Linked DNA regions of Hordeum vulgare: region 2 is linked to region 1. Evidence: chromatin contacts called from public Hi-C data. All regions are on one chromosome and are shown on one strand. The core of a region is the stretch at or near the end of the contact, and the rest is flanking DNA. Distances in the headings are between cores, read along the strand shown. Region 1 has its middle 5.9 kb from the start of LOC123443806. Region 2 holds the start of LOC123443831 (SOSS complex subunit B homolog).

The links. Hi-C and Micro-C count contacts between places; a contact is called where the count stands out from the background.
Region 2: a Hi-C map of seedling shows a contact between it and region 1, with 2.0 times the contacts expected there. The contact joins the promoter of LOC123443831 here to the enhancer-like site in region 1. A contact is called at or near these places in 2 of 6 Hi-C or Micro-C datasets (leaf and seedling).

Annotation. Positions count from the first base shown.
Region 1 is chr1H:445,864,022-445,866,803 of MorexV3_pseudomolecules_assembly, forward strand. No RefSeq gene overlaps it. Among protein-coding and RNA genes, the nearest start is that of LOC123443806, 5.9 kb to the left of the region's middle. Within about 2 kb of position 1,385, at least 3 of the 3 cell types and tissues checked have open chromatin away from gene starts, as enhancers often do. A contact at or near this core is called in leaf and seedling, where this site is marked.
Region 2 is chr1H:445,903,513-445,906,212 of MorexV3_pseudomolecules_assembly, forward strand. LOC123443831 (SOSS complex subunit B homolog) reads left to right here and starts at 1,403. Exons shown (of 4, transcript XM_045120361.1): 1 at 1,403-2,700. The coding sequence starts at 2,687.

The sequences.
Region 1 (2,782 bases), core at 135-2,634:
AGATGATGGCATCCTTGTCAAGGAATCTATATACACATTTTCAGAATGGCTCATGAACACGTGTTGCAATATATTAAATCTGCACACATCAGGTCCATCATTATTGATACAAGCAGTAATAATTTTGCTTCTATCGTATTATGTACCCAGTACTCACGCGGAACTACTGCGATGCATATAGCATGGTTGCTTGGCTCTACTCATACTAATTTTGTTGCATATATTTCGTTTTCACAAACATCAAGTTGAAACCTTACTGAAGGACCTTTCCAAAAATAAGCCTTACTGAAGGTTGTGTCCAATTCAGTGTGTTCATTAACATCGCAAGTACCTTCTGTTGTTGTCTTAATACATTAACATAAAATTAAGGCAATGATGCAGTATAAGGAAGATAATCACTCAAGTTCACTTGTGTGCTCTAGCTTTCTGCTTCCCTCTATTGCTGAATTTTGACCATCAACTGCATACAAAAGAGCAGTGTCATGTGGCAGTTCGACATGCCACTTACGGAACGCTGCGACAACGACCTGGCACACTCTTGTAAGTGGACTCCCACCAGGTTTCTGAAATCTATACATATCTGAAGCTGAAAGAAGCTTGCAATAGGCAATGCCATAAATACAGTAGGAATGGCAAATCCTAGTCCCCAACCCGAGTTATCTTGTATCCAAACAATAACAGTGCTGATATGAATGAACCGATATTTATGCAGAAATAGAACCAGTTGAAGAAGGAACCCTGCTTTACTCTCTCTGTCGGATCACTATCATCAAACTGATCAGCCCCAAAGGATGACACACATGGTTTAATACCTCCAGTCCCTAGGGCAATCATATAGAGCAGCTCCCCCGTCCGCTCGCAGTAGGACCTGCATCGCCGCCTCGGGTCGTCGCCTTGCAACCTCGCCTGCTCCACTGCCGTCGTCAGGAGATGCCGCTGTCGCCGTCGCCGCATTCTCATCCGACCAGATGTGACGAGGGGAGAGGATGCATGAGGAGGAGAGATAGGGGTGGCGGGGTGGTGGCGGCAGCGGATGGAGAGGATGAATGGGGAAGGAGAGGTGGCGAGGAGGAACGGCTAGGGCTGGTCGGGAGGACGAGGGATTGATGGGGAGGAGGACGAGGGATTGGTGGGGAGGAGGCGAGCTGGCGGTGCGCGCGGCAGCCCTACGGCGGGCGGTGAGGCCGTGCGGGTCCTGCGCTGCGTCGGCGAGCGGATCCGGGCCGGGATCCCCGGGTCGGAGAGGCAGATGAGAGGAGAGGAGGAAGGGTGGGAGAGGAGAGGAGGGAAGTGAGCGTGGCGGCGGACGAGGGATGGCGGGAGGAGGGAGGTGGTGGGGTGCTGTGGATTGGGGGCTGGCTTTTATACGCCTAGGCATGAAATGACAGAAATGCCCCCGACAGGGCACGAAATTTACGTGCGGTGGCAAGCCGGTGGCAAGCACTATTCATAGCGCTATACAGGGCGACGTGGATGGCTTTGTTCTGGCTAGGAACCAGCGTCTTTTGTAAGAGAAATTAGAGTGTTTTGGATCCTATCTTGCAAGTTGTGTGCATCTATAATGTGTCATGATCTGCATACTTCAAGGTGATAATAATTGGGATTCTTTTCGGTGATTGTCGTGATTTGAGGAGTTCATGTATTCAGTATGTGTTAATGCTTTGTTCAGGTTGTCTATTAAAAGAAAGTCTTAATATGCCTTAGCATCCCTATGGACCCTGCTGTCATGGGAGGGTAGGACAAAAGATGTCATGCAAGGTCTTATTATAAGCATGTATGACTATATATGAAATACATGTCTACATTACATTGATGAATTGGAGCAGTTCTGTGCGCTCTAGCATGTAACTATTACATGGTGAATGTTATCCAATCAATATGCTTATCCATCACTCATCCAAATGCCTACGCTTTTCATATATTGAATCTTTCTAAGTTAGTATTGTTGTTACTGTTGTTACAATCACTACAAAACTGCTATTGTTACTGTTACCGTTACTACTACTATTTTGTTCTGCTACTAAAACTCTTGTTGTAGAGGGATATCCCAGGTGTGGTTGAATTTACAACTCAACTACTAAAACAAATAAATATCATTTGGTTCTCCTTGTGTTGAATCATAAACTAGGGTGTAATACTACACATGGAGATTGTTGCGATCCCCTACTTGTGGGTTATTAGTAGCTATGGATGCCTGAGAGCACATGTAGAGGTGCCATGATCGGCTTTGCAACTGCCGTGGTCAAGGTGTTTGGACCTCGGTATGTGAGATAACCAACTGTGAGAGACACTCTCGAAAGCAAGAGGGTGTCCAGGTTTCTTCGGATCTCTTGACGACATGCATTGAAAAAAGGAAGAATTGTGTGTAAGCTTCCCAAGGGCAATAGCAGGGTCATGTTAAGAAGCACATCATCGTTCTGGAAGCAGTTGCATCACATCATCTTTGGATTTGACACACTTTCTTTGGCATGCCCGGGTTTCATAATGACATCAATGTGCTGCAGTGATCACCATATTTTGTTAGGCCGATCGAAGAAAAACTCCTCCTTGCCACTATATTGTCAATAGACATGAGTACAACATGGGTACTATCTGATTGATGGTATCTATACTCCATGGGTTACCTTTGTCAACACCATATTTAACCCAGTTGACAAGAAAAAGTCTCACTTTGTCCAAATACAAAAGCAGATAGTGAGGATGGTGAGAGAGCATTTGGAGTTCCGCGGGCATATTTTGCGGTTGTTCGTGGAGCTGTTAAACAATGTGATCCACATACCTT
Region 2 (2,700 bases), core at 153-2,652, 40 kb after region 1:
ACAAGAAAAACCCGATGGATCGGTGAAAGTGCTAACGGACCGTCCCATACCCCATGGCTCGCTCGCAGCTCCTATGCGTTTGCCGGTCTATTTGACGCTCACTATCTCCTCACTGGATTTGATGACGTAGCAGTAGGGGCGGAGCTACACGGTGACCGCTGGTATTTTGGGTCAGCTTATACCCCTAATTTCTAACTGGGCCAGCAAAAAAAAAATAGGCCCAATAACACTTACCGATTGATCCATCAACTGCAGCCACACCCACACCCTGGTTTTGTCCCCATCGAGCAGAACAGCCGCCTCGTCCCGACGCCCTCGCAACACGCACAAGACAGCATCCCAGTTGGCAGCCGCCGTTCCTCGCCTCGCCGGTTGCCGGCCGGAGCCGAGCCCGCCTCTCCCTCTGGCCCGACGCGTGCCTGGCCCTCGGCTCCACATCCACTGCTGCAGCCGCTCCCCCACGCCCCTGCCCTGCCCGGCTGCGCCCCTGACCCTGTCGCCTCTGCTTCCGCCCTTCGTCCCTTCGCCCTCCCTGCAAAGCCGACGGCCGTTGCTGCCGCTTAGTAACCACTGTCCGTCGGCAGCAAGTGTGCAAATCTATTTAAGGTACAGAAAACCCCCAATTTTTGTTTTAGGGTTTGCTTTTTTTGCACTATGATATCCAGTACATGAACTGATGAACACATACTCCCATAAGACCTTTTAGAGATTGCACTATAAACTACATACGGATGTATATAGGCATATTTTAGAGTGTACATTCATTCATTTTGTTCCGTATGTAGTCTCCTAGTGAAATCTTTAAAAGGTCTTATATTTTGGAACGGAGGGAGTATGTATTATGGTCCATGTAGTATGTATTTTGTACGCTTCTTTATGCAAAACTTGGTCTTAATTGGGAATTCTAGTTTGTTTTTAAGACCATATTGATCTATTTCTATGGGATATTGATAACTAGTTAGAACGTGCACATGTTATATTACTTGAAAAATATATTTTTTTTTGGGGGGGGGGGACCACCCTGATGTTAAATGCTAGCTCCGCCACTGCGTAGCAGTTAGTATCTGGTTCTGAAGAACATCACACAGATGATAGGAAACAGATGTGGGATAGGGTATCCTAGGTCTGCTGCTGACAGTTCTTCATTAGCTTTTGATTATGAACCGATGCATGGATTGTATTGAAGGTGCAGGGTTGAAGCTGCTTGTAACTTAGCCAGAATAGTACTTGATTTGGTATTGCATATTTTGAACTTAGTTTGGTGAGCCATATTTTGGAGCTTAGTGGTACATACAGAAACAAGTGGCTGCAGCCTGTCATTATTTGCTGCTGTATGATTCTTCAGATTATATATAGTTCTTTCAGAGAGAATTTCAGATTATATATTACTGTTATAGTGTTTGTAGGCTTTGATGCTTGGTTTAATTAAATATTCAAGTCTATATTCCCATGAGAACATTAGCACCCACATTACACACTAGCACCCACCGAGAATGTTATGTTTCTTTATGTTCTATAGTACAGGAACTAGAAGGAGCTTCCACCTTTGTATTAGACTGACTGAATTTGGCATCTAGCTGAGAACAGAATGTTGGCTGCACCATTCTTATTATAGCTAAACTGTTCAGTGATGTCTAAAGAATGTTATCTTCTGATAATTAATTAAACATGTTCTGCTAATGCCTATCCTCTCACTCATTGCACTAATCTGTCATGTAGATTTCTAACAGGATTTCTAGCAATCTTTGATTCATCTGTTCAAATTCGAGGAGAACTGTCTTTTTTATAGAAGTACAGACATGTCCTACTCCTTTCATTGACATTGATTTATCTGTTCAAATTTGATGAGAAATTTACAACACATTTGTACTTTTATTATTAACACAAAAATTCTCTGGTTAGAATTGTCCTACCAGGAAAAGAAAAGAAATTAGCATTCAATTGTCTGGGTAAGATGCTTTAATTGCCTGCTGCAAGATAGTTCTGTTGGATATGGTAGGTCAATGAAACTGGTTTTACAATTTTGGAAGCATGATTTTCAAGTTCCGTTTTTTTCTTTCCAAGTCCAACGGCTTCTGTAGAAGTAGATTGAGCTACCTTTAGTCTATGCACTTGATCTACAAAGCTAAGTAGGTGAGTTGGCGGTGGTGGATGAAATTGCGTACAGATGGAGCAGGGGGGAGGAGCCGTGTCTCGGGCTAGAGTATGGGGGTGGAAGAGTGATGTGGTTTGTCTGATGGACCCGACAAGATCGGGCAAAAGGAGTTCCGATCCTGCCGTAGTCAACACAATTGGATCGCACCAAGGTAAACATAAAGCAGGAGCAGAGGTGTTAGTGGGGAGAAATGGTGAGGAGTGAGGGTTAACTCAGGCGGCGGTGGAAGGGCAAGCCCGCGTCATCGCGATGACGCAAAAGGGGCAAGATCGCCGCACTTTTCTTCTTCTCATCTTTCTCATGCGTTTGGTTTTGTTGCCTGGATGCTGGTCTAGAGATTTTCCTCGGACGACCACAAGGTGTTCGTTCAATTGCCCGGTACAGGACGGACCCTACTTCGCATGAACGCTGAGCATGGACTAGATGCAGTGAAGTTCGGCTTTTGTAATGCAAATGTAGCTAGTTCATGTGCACTTACTCTGGTTATTGACAATTCTGTTGCAGGCCGAAGAAACTGTAGGTGGCGGGAGGATGGACGTGAAACT